2 separate regions of the Drosophila melanogaster genome follow, and region 2 is linked to region 1. The links are chromatin contacts, called in public Hi-C maps. All regions are on one chromosome and are shown on one strand. The core of a region is the stretch at or near the end of the contact, and the rest is flanking DNA. Distances in the headings are between cores, read along the strand shown.

The links. A called contact is a pair of places that touch in the nucleus more often than the background predicts.
Region 2: a contact with region 1 is called in a Hi-C map of the Kc167 cell line, with 2.4 times the contacts expected there. A contact is called at or near these places in 18 of 107 Hi-C or Micro-C datasets (the Clone 8 cell line, the D17-c3 cell line, the Kc167 cell line and 8 more) and 4 of 7 datasets of targeted methods (the Kc167 cell line and the S2 cell line).

What each region holds. Positions count from the first base shown.
Region 1 is chr3R:30,828,495-30,835,406 of dm6, forward strand. CG15544 reads left to right here. Exons shown (of 4, transcript NM_143571.4): 2 at 5,148-5,369. The coding sequence starts at 5,325. Among named protein-coding and RNA genes, the nearest start is that of CG15544, 4.1 kb to the left of the region's middle.
Region 2 is chr3R:30,878,571-30,885,482 of dm6, forward strand. It overlaps CG12071, which reads right to left and starts at 2,457. Exons shown (of 6, transcript NM_176592.2): 1 at 2,193-2,457; 2 at 784-1,336; 3 at 563-672; 4 at 122-484; 5 at 1-11. The coding sequence starts at 1,321. It overlaps CG15547, which reads right to left and starts at 4,933. Exons shown (of 3, transcript NM_143576.2): 1 at 4,558-4,933; 2 at 4,413-4,501; 3 at 3,222-4,357. The coding sequence starts at 4,829. The coding sequence ends at 3,546. It overlaps Sap-r (Saposin-related), which reads right to left. Exons shown (of 7, transcript NM_079858.4): 4 at 6,150-6,912; 5 at 5,605-6,080; 6 at 5,406-5,547; 7 at 4,894-5,347. The coding sequence ends at 5,343.

The DNA.
Region 1 (6,912 bases), core at 1,432-3,931:
TTTGGTAAAAAGTAACGGTTAATAATATGCCACACAGTAAAAAAAAAGTGACGAACATTACGGATTTGCAAAGATGTGTATTTAAATTTTAACGCCACCAAATACGTGACTTTTGGAGCATCGAGAAAATAATATTTACACTGTAACTATTTAAAATATTTATTAAAGCACATTTAAATGTTTTATAATTTCTAAAAGCAAATGAAAACTGGTGTTGATTTTATTCTTCAATTTTCTGAATATAATTTTCGCATTATTATTATTAGTTATTTGAGAGAATAATTCAAAAGTAAGCTGATATCTGAAATAACGTATCTTTTTATTAGTGCTACGAAAATTTTGTCTGTGCAGGAACAAAATCGCAAAGTGTACATATAGATCGCTATACTGCCAAATGGCTAAAATTGGCCAAATCCAAAGAGTTTTTATGCGCAAACGCGTTTTTTATGTTTTTAGGATTTTCCTCCCGCTTTTTGCGAATTTTTTTTTTGTTGGTTTTCGTTTGTTTTGCACTCGGTTTGTTACTCAAATTTTTTGCTGCTGAGTTTTAATTTTTGTTACAGTTTTTTCTGCATTTTGGTAGAGTTTTTTGTGCTTGGTCTACTGCCTTGCTCAACGAGCGGCTTTGTTATTGTTATTGTTTTTGTTTTCGATTTGGCCACAAAGTGGATTTGTCTTCATGCCGTGGAAATCTGGCGGAAAGGCGGTGGGCAGAGGGCGGTGGGCGGTGCCGGTTGGGAGATATGTCGGCCAGTCGCCTCAAGGTCACGGATGAAAGTCTATCGGTGTGAGTCAGTCAATTGGCATGCAAGTGCATTAGTGTTTGGGTTTTGAAATCACACAAAAAAAAAAAAAACGACGGAAAGACCGAATGAAAGAGCATTTGTTTCTTTTGTCCGGCTCGAATTCGAATTCCCGATTTTTAATGGACGGGCGTGGATTAAGGCATTAATTTATTTCGCAGGCAGATTCATATCTCTCATTCGCGCGATCGACAAACGAGACTTTAATGGTCCCCATACATACATATGTATGTATGTATGTAGCTCATTAGTTTAGACGCCCTGCTTATTCCGAACTTACCGAAATAATTAACGGTTCGCTTGTAATTGGGCGTTGATTTAGTGACCCACTGTCCCAGCTGGCCATTCGGATTCAAAGTCCGAAAAAAAAAAACAGAAATAAATCGCCGTGGAGTGAATTAATTTCAGATTTGTCAGATTGAAAGTACGCTGCCAGCTGAATGCCAAGGAAAAGCTTGAATATCCATCCAAGGGCAGTAATTGTGTGCAATGGATTGTTTGAAGGAAAATTTATGGCAGCAATTTAGCGGCATAATTTACAGTCTTATTTTCAATGGACCCAGTGCTGAAACAATACAATTCGATCGAGATTATGATTGAATTTGTATTCAATTAATGAAATCATAACAGGGAGACCACAACACGTCTGTAAACCAACCATTCCAATTGCCAAATTGCTTCAAATTAGAACACATTCGACAAACGAGGTGCTTGGATTAATAACTAAACACAAATGACCGCATAAACAAAAGAGCTAAATCTTATTTGATTTTATTGACCATACGAGTAATGAATTAATCAATTTTATAACAAATTTTTACATATACTTTTTATTCAAAACGTCGGTTTTCAAGTGGGAAATTCAATTAGATAGATTTCCACTTTGAATACTTTTTACTTCCTGTATGCATTCAAAGAAAACCAAACTCCTGGCGATCATTATTTAATGACTCCATCAAGTTTTTGTGTTTTATTTGCAATAACCAAGCGAAGTACTTGCAATCGCCATTAAGTAAACACTGATGTCATTACGCTAAGTTTTCGTAGCCTCAACTCGACCCTTAATCAATCAGATAGTCATATCGATAATGTCTATAATCTAATGGCCCCCACATTCTGAGCCAGATTGCAAAAGTGGAAGCGTTGCCAAACCGTTCAACATTTTTGCAACAAAATTATTATTAAGAGCGTAATTGCACCGCAAACTGCCTGCAGTAGTCGCTGAGCTTTGGCCAAAACAATTAAAGGCTGCAAAAAGTTAAATTAACAAATTATATGCTGCGGCTGAGTAAAACGAAACCAGCGGCAAAACGCTGACAAAACGCCTCAAAGTCGCGCGACCTGCGACAGATAAACAAACAGGTTGGGATTGCACTGTTTTGGCCACATTTTTAGTTTTGGTCACAACAACAATGCGATGACAAATGGCCAAAAGGAGTGCGGTGTGTGGAGTGCAATAAACTCTTCGAAATTCCATGGAAACATAAACACAAACAGAAAACGCTCCAATTAGAGCTCACTCGAATGTCTTGTGTGACTTTGGCAGAGTTTTGGGCTTTGCATTGACTTTGTGATTGCTTTTTATACCCTTGAAGAGGGTTGTTTCATTTGTGCCATCGTGAACTTGTTTTGTTCAATTAAAGAGCTTATTTAAATGTTCTAGCTTAGGTATGCCCTTTTCAAAGTATTTTATTTTTCTTACTCTTTATCGAGACAAATTGCAAGGCAGAAATATATTAATGCTGTTGAAAATATAGCGCATACGACGTGTGGCCTCTCCCTTCTTTTGCCTTTCGGCTTTGAGCCTGTCCGTCCCTCAACTCAACGGAATTCAACTCAAGTCAACCGAACTGAACTCGAATCAACTCCACTTCGATTGTTAATGAATTGCAACCGTGGTGCGACGTTTTCTGAGATTGCGAATGTTTGACAATTTGTCACAGGGTCCAACACTTGTCTCGTCCCCGTCTGAATCTCAATCTGTTTCTGTTTCTGGATCTGAATCGGAATCGGAATCTGAATTCGAATCGGAGTGAATTGCGGGTGCGGGCCACGTTTGTCCATTTGTTACACATTTTCATTTGATTTCGCCTTTTGTTTGTTTTGTGTCATTTGTACGACTATGTATTGTGTGTGTACTTAGTGGCAATTTATTTGCCATTACCTTTTGCCCGCAGTGTTCACTTCTGGTTTTAAATCAAGTTTATTAACCGGAATCTGTCAGTCGCCCATTGTCCACCGTCCTCACCTCGCCGATCTGCGATCTGCCAGTTCCTCGGGCTCTCGTTTTCAGGGCGTATCCATAACTATCGATTAGCATTCTAATTTATATACTAACTGACCGAGAGTGCGAGTGTGGCACAAATTTAGTAACGCCAATGGCCATTCACGAGTGCGATTATTCCATTAAGATTTCAAGACCAAGCTGCGGTTGCTGCACTACCAAAGAAGGCAGATTAATAATTGCAGAGAATAAATTGATGCAGAATTATTTTGGACACATTTGATTTACAACTAGTTACATCGGACATCAGTTTGATTGTTCTGCAAAGTTTATAATGGTCCGAACCCAACTCCATTGCTCTATCACAAGGCAGACTATAATTGCGAATCCATCATTAAAATATATATATTTTTTATAGATCTTCCAAGTTACCAACGACTAGTTCCAAAGCCCGAAAACTTGTTTCTATCTAAATATATTATTACCAAGAACAAACTTAATTGCGATTATACAAGTATATTCTATAGGCAAAGAGTATTCCAAGTTCATTGATTTCCCATATTCCCCTGCAGTGGTTTTTGGCCTTAACCCAAGTGGTCGCAGCAGAGATACCTGCTCCCAGCAAAAGCCAGAACTAGAACATATTCCGATTCCGATTCCTATGACAAGTGGGTGCAGCTTTAGTTATAGTAGTTATAGACTAGTTGCAATTTAGAGACGCTAAATTGTGGATAATGAATGTGTGAACAAAACGGCGAACGTCAGAACTTTTACTTTTCTATGGGCTTAACAACTGACTTGAAAGGCCAAGGAACTTACAGAGTAACCTAATGATGAACATCTGCCAACAGGGCAGCAAAAAAAAATGACAGAGAATAAAAGAAATTAGGATGACGTCAGAGCGAAGGCTACGAATAGAGCAGAACCGCACCGAACAGAATAAAATATAATAGATGCCGGCTTAAATGGGAGGTTCTGGCATTTCCATATGACTTTGGCTAATTAATGACCCCTCACTTGGCTAAGAACGAAACTTGAAAACTTTCGTTTTTAATGAGATGCCTGCTCGCCATAAACATATTTGTTTTCCCCGCAGAATTCCTCAGTAATTAAATGCTGTCTGGTAAAAAAAAAAAAAACGAACTTTAAAATATCTATAGAGGGCCATGAGTAATTATATGGCCTGTGAAGAAGGCTTGATAAGAATTAGAACTGGTTTTCGTCTTTCTCTGTCTTTCTTTCGGCATTTGTCTAGCCTTAGTTTTTTGCCAAAAAAAAATATGATTTTTTATGAATTTGACTTTGGCTGGAGTTTAATTACGTGGTCTCCGAGTGGCGGAAATGCCTGAGAACGGTTAATTAAATTATGCCTGGCCAAATCAAACTCATCACCGTGGATTTCAGCCATCGATTGCAGCAGCTCCGGCCAAATCTCGGTACCCACTTCAATGGTACATGCCAATTGCTGGCAACAAAAAGCTATCAAAATACCTTGCCATTAATTATAAATATGTTGAAACTGCAACAGACGACTGAGCATCTGTCTGGGCTATGGATTTTTGGTTTTGGGCTTGGCTTTTGGCTCTCGACTCCGCTTTTTTTTCTGGCCAGACTCTGCAACTTGTTGGACGCTTCTTGAAGTTGCCAGTTGTTAGTTTGTGTGGCCAACCTGCTGCCAATACAAGTTCAATGATTCTTCTACACCCAAAAAAAAAAGAATTCAAGCCCTAAAAAGTCTTTGAACTTGGTAAGTAAACAAAGAAGCAGAAGGTGGTTAAGGTGAGTAACTATTAATAGTTACTAATTAAATTCAAAAATAAATATATATATGTGCATTTTAATTCACAACTTTTCGCTAAGTGCATTGAACTAACTGCGGAATACGCCGAGAATCTTGGAACTAGTTGCAAGTGCTTGCAACTCTCGGCGATTTCTGGTGTGAAATGCACCTTGACATTTGGCTTGGATTTTTCCCATGGCTTATCGATCGAACGCAATGAATTTGTTCTCGTCGCTCGATTTGTTATACGTTTGCCAAGTATTTTTAATGGGAGATAATTTTGGTGCCTTCTTTACTACCTCGCTGGCTAATTACCACTTTTTGTCCTCCCTAATTGCAGCCATTAACCAAATCCCCAGAGACAGTGGCCAGAATGATCGCAGAGCAGCTGGTGGTCAAAAGAGGCCCCATGATTCACTGAGGAGCCCCAGGAAAGCGATCCCCATTAAGCACCGAGAACAAAAGAAGCATTAAGCGCTTGATTAACTGGTGGACAGGTGGACTAACCGAAAGCGGAATGGCACACTTTTGCTGGCTCCTTAAATTCGGTTTCTTGCTGCTGGTAAGTGTCGCATTAAGTTGGTTGGTTCACTTCTTTATGGCCAGGTGCTCGCAGAATTCCAGGTAACTTGCTCAGATTTGGTCAAATAAACGCTTAAGTTCAAGGCTACGATTTGGCCACCTTAGCTACCAAACAAACTAGTTTACACTCCATTCCAAGCACTTCCAAAAGTGGTTAGTAATTGTCTTTATGGTATGTAATTCCAAAATAGTTTGGGTGCTGTTAAAAACAACAAAAAAAAAATATCTGGCATTAACTGCTAGAAGCTGTGATAAATTGAAAAAAGCATTTCAAAAGCAAACAATAAACTGATTTTCATTTCAACACAGTCGAAAGCAATCAATCAATTTATCTGATCTTCAACTTGGAAAGTTTCGTCCTCCTTCCCCACGACTTCGACTTCGATTTAACAATCCAACGAAACTGATTCAAATGGCATCGTTCGAAAACTTTAAACTCCAATTGAGACCTCATCTTTATGGCCAGCAATTCCCAGGCACAAAAATGCAATTGCCAAATGCATTCACATGGGGTGCACCATTAGCTTGGCCAATGCGTTTTGAAAAATGGTTTAATGGTGCGATCGCACTCCATTTGTTTGCCGACTTCGGTTTTATTAGCCCAAATCATCCATAATTCTGCTGACTGCTTGGCCAGCAAATGCATTTTGGAATTAATTTTTACCACACACTCGCGTTTCTGTCTGGCCGGCTCTTTATTGACTGCTCATTAGACAGACCAAGTTGATTGTGAGTAATGTGGAGCGGAGTAAGCCAAACTAAAGCCGAGTAAACTAAATAATTGCACGCGATTTAACTGCAGTCGGTAACCACTATACTCAGAGAAAAGATGGCAATTAAATATATTTTATGTGATAAATAATTAAATATTATAGATCTGCATGTGTGTAATCCCTATAACGATTGCAGGTGTACTTAAGATAATGGTATTTTAATTATTTTTGTTCAAATTTTATTTGCAGTTATTGCATAATAACATATTCCTTTTTAGTTAACAGTTATGAAATGTTATTACCTACTTAGGGATTTAACACTATGACCTTTTCGTTTATTACTTGGGAATACTTAAAAATTATATTTCCAATTAAATTTCATCTTGACGGTTTCATTTGCGAAGTGAGAACTGTCCGATAAAATTAATTACACATTTTTTTGCGAGTGTTTGCTTGCAACTGACGTTTGGAGTGCCTCTGTTTTGTGGCTCCAACTGTTGCTCTGTTTGCGGCTAAAACTCAGACTCTGTCTTTTGGCCATTCAAAGGCGATGACTACGGCAATTTGCAAATTATGCTCAGCGGGGCAGGGAGTGGTGCAGCATTGTCAGTGGTGCAACTACATTCTAAACTTGGATTTTCTAGTCGATTATAAGCCATTATTAACCCACCGAGGCACATCCGAGTCTTGGGTTACACGAGTATTCATCAAATAAACGGTTTTATTTATGGCTTTAAGTTACTCCTAAACGATCTGGGGACAGCATGGGTTAATTTCCCACACGAAATGTGTTTTCGGTCTGTGTCTCTG
Region 2 (6,912 bases), core at 1,207-3,706, 50 kb after region 1:
GGCTGTCAATACTACAGTTCAATGGGAAAGAAAAAGGTAAAGGGTTAAATCCACTCCAGCCATATCACAAATATCTCCTTGGCTCAACTTTCACCAGGAGTGTCTACCGACATCTTCTCACCTCCAGATGACTCTTGGCGTGAATGGACCACTCGTCCCGACTCGAGAACATCCTGCCGCACAGCTCGCACGTCCACGACAATTGCTGCTGATGGTGCGGTATGATGATACCGGGAATCGACGTCGGCGCTCCTTGAGCAGATTGCACTATTATGTTCTGGGCGGCCACCTGGACCGCCTGCTGCTGCAGCTGCAGCTCCAGGCTCTGCTTGTTGTCCTCCGGCGGCGGATCCGGCTGCTCCTTCTTCTTCACCATGTTGTTCAGCCGCTTTCCGAGTGGTGCAATGTTCGTGGGCGTCACGTGCTTGAACTTGTTCATGTGAATCACCAGCTTGTCCCGCCTTGCGAACGCCTTATTGCACACCTGAAATGAAGGATTCGAGAGCGAGGGTTAGATTAGATGATCGAGGCTAGAGGTGCGGGGCTCGAGGGCAGCTTATACTTCACAAATATAGGGCTTCTCGCCGGTGTGGATGCGCATGTGGATGGTCAGCTTGTCCTTGCGGGCGAGTCCTTTGCCGCAGACCGTGCACTCGAATGCCTTGTTGGTGGCTGTAAAAGCGAAAGGTTGATTGATTCAAATCCATGTAAAAGTACGTTATTGTTGGACTTTAACACTAGTGCTTATATTACTAACTTTGCGAAACTTTTAACAATACTCACACTTTGAGGGATTTGTCTTGCGCACCCCGGAGGATGCCTGTTGCACCTGTTGCAGGGCCTTGAGTCGACTGGCGGGGTGCATGGAGCCCCCCTCGACATAGGGCTCTGTGAAGGGGATGAGGTTGGGCTTGGGGATGTTGTAGGTCAGTTGCTCGGCCGCCGACCAGGTTCCCAGACTCTGCAGGACCCGCACGCCTCCTTCGAATCCCATTCCGTCGTCCGGAACTGTGAAGGTGCTCTCCCCCGCCGCCGCGGCTGCCACATTGGAGGAACTGATCTGCGGCACCTTGATGGTTGCTGCATAATGCTGCTGCTGCTGTTGTTGCTGCTGCTGCTGCTGTTGCTGCTGCTGCTGCTGCTGTTGCTGCTGCATGTTGCCATTGTTCTGGCTGTTGTTGTTGTTGTTGGCCGTGGGGGAGTTCTGTTGCTGGGACGTCTGCTGCTGCTTGAACTGAATGGCCGCCTGGGCCATCTGCTGCTGCACCGCCATGTGCGCCTCGAGATATGCGTTCTTCTGGGCAACCGTCATCTTATCCATGTTAACGGCGCCGATCTGGCGATTAATAAAAAATATTCAGTAAAATAAATATATATAAAGGGTATACCATGTCATGTAGATACATCAAAAAACTTATTGCACATAGTGTGTAGTATTACTATCGATTTTAAGGCTTTTAACTTATTTAACTTTTGATAAAGCCTTTGTTAATATACTAGTAAATGGGTTAACATTGATGGACCTTTATGGTTCTCACAGTCTGCGAGGGTATTCGAATCACCGCTATTGTGAATGCCACCCCTAACTGTAAATTGTGGGGGTGCTTGTGTGAGTGTTGCGAAATCACTGGCGTCGACGGAGACGCCGACTGCGGCAGCGACGAAGGCGCCTGCCACCCCCTTTGCGGAAAAGCACTCGACTCGATTCACTTCGGCCTGCCCTTGCGCAAAAATTTGTGACTTGAGCTTTTCCCAGCCCAACTTTCGGATTGTTGGATTGCCACCCCCTTGTGGTTGTGTGTGTATGCCGGCCGCTTCTTCCTCTTCCGTTTTTTCGGGCTTCCTCTTCTGCTTCTTCAGCTTTTTTCATTTTTGGACCCGAGGTTTGGGGCTTTTCCGTGTCTGCCCGGATTTATTTTCAAGCGCGCTATAATTTAGCCACAATATTTGAGTTTGGGGGTTTCACACCTCCTTGCGCCGACACTGCACTATATCACTTTTCTATTTTCGGACATTTTGTGGGGATTCTGAGCCAGCTTTAGACACTTTTCAGCATTTACCTAACCCACCACCGCCCCTTTTTGTTCCGCCTGGCCATTGACATTTCCACATGCATTTTCACTGCCAGTTGGTGGGGCTTTTCTCTGGACTTTCTCATGTTTTTTCCGTATTTGCTTGCGTTTTCCGCTTACCACACTTGAAAATCAATACGAGAATGGTCGCTGCTTTTCCGATTTTCCGCTTTTCCTCGACGCGAATTCGGTGGAAATGCTGAGCCGCCAAGGATTCGCCGTCGTCTACTTCCCAGTGCCTATTGTTTGTGTATGTATATTGCGAAACCGAAACCGATTCACTTCTCTGCCACTTTTTTGACTCGACGTCGACTCAAAAGCTCTGCGCCCTCACACCACCTCAATTATTATTATTTTGAGTAATTATTTGTTATTTTTGGAAGGCCGCAGGACGCCGAACGCGGATATAGGATGCGAGCAGAGCGAAGGCAGCCAGATAGCGACTGTCGAATTGCTTTTGCTTATTCCACAAAAATCGGAAGCGGTACGCTACGCAAGGCGAAAAGCGTTGCATATCTCAAGGCGTCCAAACGGGGAGAGCTTTTGCTCTCTCTCTCTCTCTCTTTTCTCCGCCTCTCTCCGAACTCACACATACATTCGCAGCGATAACTGCTGGTCACGCACAGTGGTTATGGCATATCTAAAATTGCTTTGTATGGTTTCTATATTTAAAAACATAAGGAAAATAGTTATTGAAATTCAAAAAAATACTTATTTGTTTTAAAATATAACTTTAAATAGATCATTTTTGTGTTGAATCCAAAGCCTGTGGATCAACAAGGATCAGTGGAGATGTCTTGGTTTATCAGTTCCAAAATACTGATGCGCTGCTTTAATCATTTAAATATGTATAAAATCATACGATTGGATTTTAGCCTGCTCGATGCAGCTTAAATATTACTTGGCTTGACTACCAAAAGTACATATTAAGGTGTACATTAAAGCACAACCCAAATCTAGATTACTCCTTCCATCAAAGTAAATCGCTGAAATCCAAATAATCCAGGCGAAACCTATTGTTGTTCTTTAATTGGGTTAATTGCAACCACTGCAGGCCACTTTGCCCCGCGAAAAAGTGTGCCATATGCAACACACACTTTTGCACCGAAAGTTGGCCCATAAATTTAATTTGATTTCATTGTTTGTTTTAATTTACAACGATTTTTTTTATTGGACACTTGAAAGGGGCGAAAAAACTTTGCCATTTGGCCAGCGGCAAATTGGAGGCTAAAAAGCTGTTGCTCCTGTTGATTTTCCTGCCGTGTGGGATGCACTTTTTAGGGGCAAATAAAGAACTGCAGGACCAGCATTTTAAACCCTCCTCCCAAAATTCTGCGAGTGCGCAATTGCCAGTTTAAGGTGGTTCAACGGGTGCAATGGCTGGTGATGCAAAAATTGCGCGCATTTTAGTCCATTTTTTCTATGCTTCGCCAAACAAATGATGGGGGCAACAGGTGTACTAGTGAAACAAACTTATTCCCCTGGTGGAGCTTCCTCTGCGGGAGCTTCTGCTGCGTGAGGATGTTCTTCAGCCACTGCAGGGACTTCAGGCGCAGCAGTAGCCTCTTGGGCAGGAGGAGCCACTTCAGGAGCGGGAGCAGTTTCGCCTGGCTCCCCAGCAGCAGCGTCACCCTCTTCGGACTCGTCATCTTGAGCTGGTGGCGGTGGAGCTTCATGAACACTTCGGTCTGACTCCGCATCTGAGCCCCCAGACTCGCCTACGCCTTCCTCCTCCAGGTCGTGCAGGTCCTCCTTGGACTCCTGCTCCTCAGCCTCCGGTTGGATTTCCTCGTAGACAATAACTTCCTTCCACAAAATCTCCTCGTCCACACAGACTGGCTCCTCGTCATGAGGTTCTACGCGCTTATTAAGGTCCAGATCCGAAATACCGGGCTGAGATCTTTCGAAGCCTCCACAGGTGACACAGGAAGACGATGAGAGCAGCATTGAGGAATGCGGGGATGTGGTGGACAAGGGTGCACTGCTGCTCTGCGTTTTCTTGACTCCCGGCTGCGCGGCCCGCGCACTTGGCTTCGGAGCATAGGTCATGGTGGTCTGCTGCGATTTGTCCTGGATAGCCACATCCGGTCGCTGCTGGCACTGGTTGCTGATTTCCGGCATCTTTGGATTGCTGCGCACCAGGTAATCGGAAACACGCACCTTCCAGTTCTCCTGGCTGCAGTCGGTGTTCTGCATTATGTCGTAGATCTCCTCGAGCAGCGGCTTAAGCATCGGCCTGTTGCAGAAGTTGTTGTGGTCGAACATTTGATGGGGCTCGTGAATATCTGAAAAATTCGATATATTATTTTTTACTTTATTAATCTCTGTATCGCTACTTACAGTTGGGAAAAATAAAGTTTATCTCACGAGCCACGCTGTAACTGTTCTTGGTGACATGGATATTGCGTTCCAGATCCGATGCCGAACCACTTAAAGTCAAATTGTACCTAGAGAACTTATTATTTTATTTTAAAAGCAAACTCACAAATAACAAATCATGATGTTGAGCAGCTCCTGCACGGCGTTTTCCTTCGTAACTATGAACGCCTCGGAAACACCCTTCGAAAGCAGAATGACCTCCAGCATAAACCCCTTTTCATCGGCATAATCGGCATAGAACTCGGCGGCAGTTTCTGGCGAAAAGGCAATCCGTCGATTACCCTGAATCTGGAAGCCCTCGGCCAGCAACTTTAAGAGCACCGGACGCCGCTTGTGCAGATAGTCCGGCTTAATGATAAACAGGGAGTTCTCAAACATGTCGGCTAGAAAATATATACTATTCCAAGGGGAATTGGGAATTTTCAATAATGTGCTACTATGTCGGTTTAAGTTTTCTGTATGATTTATAAGATCAATGTTCGTATTTTACACAGTTTTGCTTGATATCTTAAACTACACACACTGCTCAAATGACTTCGGACACATGGGGATATCGATACAAAGTTTGCGGCTCGTGAATTTCGCTAATTTTTATGTTGAAATTACGATAAGGGTACTGCTTAGTGTAAGTGTTAGTTTAGTTAAGTTTAACTTTTTTCAGCCGGCGTTTGAGTGCGTTTATAAATTCAGTTTCATCACAAATTCACCTAACAAATTTAGAGCCAAAAACCGGGGTACAAAACGAAAAGTAAGTAATTATGTTTCATTTACAGTAAATCGTTATAGAATGTAAACAGATATATGTAAAGGTATATGCATATATAAAGCGTGGGATCGGGTCCCTTCTCCTTCAAATCCTCCGCGCCTGGTTCGTACATCACAACGCATCACTTAGGCTGTTGAAGATAGTAAATTAGTAAATGTATTGTTTGGGTCCTTCAACCTATAGCTTACCTGAAATTCTAGCAAAGGCCAGCGAAGACTTCTCGCTTTCGAAACACTTGCCAATCTCGGCGCAAATATGCGACTGATCAATATAGGGTCGTTTGGCCAAGTTCTTAATGCTACTGCCATAGATGGAGATCATCTCAGAGCACTGCAACGCAAAGGAACTTATAGATATTTATAACATTCAGGATTGTAAGTTACATACGATCTTGTAGTACTTGGCTGGCAAGTTCTCGCATCCCACCGATGTCATCTGTAGGGCTGTCACTTCGGATACGTTATCTTTCTTCTCGCGCAGGAAGGGCAACAGAGCCTGGGTGACTCCATGGCACACACCACACTCCAAAACTTCATCGGTGACGGCCACGCTGAAGCAGAGCTGCAGTTTCTGGCACACCTGCTTGGGCGGCACATCGCTCAGCAATTTCAGGACCGCAGAGGCATATCCATCGACGAAGGTGTCGCACTGTTTGCGCACCGTGGCTGGCAGGCGATTGCACACGGCTTCAATCGCTCGCTTAATGTCGTCCTGTTCGGTCTTATTCTTTAGATCGGCATCCAACTTGGTCATGATAAATTCGCAAAGGACGCAGGTGGGCGGCTCCTTGATGCTGCTAGACAGCTTGTTGTCCTGGCGCGGCAGAGCAATCACGTCGTACTTCAAAGCCTCATCCACTTCGACTGTATTACGAAAATGAAATTCATTAGTTTAAACGTATACTTAACGTAGCTCTAGAATTTAATACTCACGATCATCCAGATCAGCCAGGATGCACATTCCCAACTCCGTGCAGATAAGCTTGGGATCCATTTCCTTTAACAGCAGATCGGCGATCTTATCGCCGTACTTGTCGATAACCTTGTGGCATTTAGTGTTCATTGGCTTCCTCATTCGGTCGCAAGACTCCTCCAGGATATGCTTGATGCTGTCTCTGGTGGGGTGCTTGCCCATACGCTTCTCCAAGGTCTTAACCAACTCCTCGCAGATCAGGCAGTTCGGAGCAGCGGTGAATCCTGGGTCGAAGGCCAGCTGAGGGGGCAGCTCCTCAAGGGACTCAATGTCATTGAAGCTGATTTCCTCACTGCTGGATTTGTCCTCACCATCGACATCGTCCTCCAGCGAGATGCGCAAGTCCCAGAGAGCGTAAGTGGTCTTTGGGCAGAGCTTCAGTTGGACGCAGATCTCCTGCGGCTTAAAATCTGTGATCAGCATGTCGATCAGCTCATTGGAATAGGTGTTCACGAAGTCTACGCATTCTTCCTTTATCTCGTTGGGCAGATGGCTGCAAAGGCCATTCAGAACCTTTTTGATATTATCCTTGGACTTGTTGTCGCGGATCTTCATCTGGGCCTGCTCAACGGCAAAGAGGCACAGAGGGCAAGTTGGGGGATCCTGCTCATCGCTGGCTGGCTGGGGATTGAACACTTCGACATCTTCCTTCTTGGGCAGATTCTTCGGGCACATCTGCATGAGGGGGCACACGTCACGAGGATTCAGTCCTTGGACGAGCAG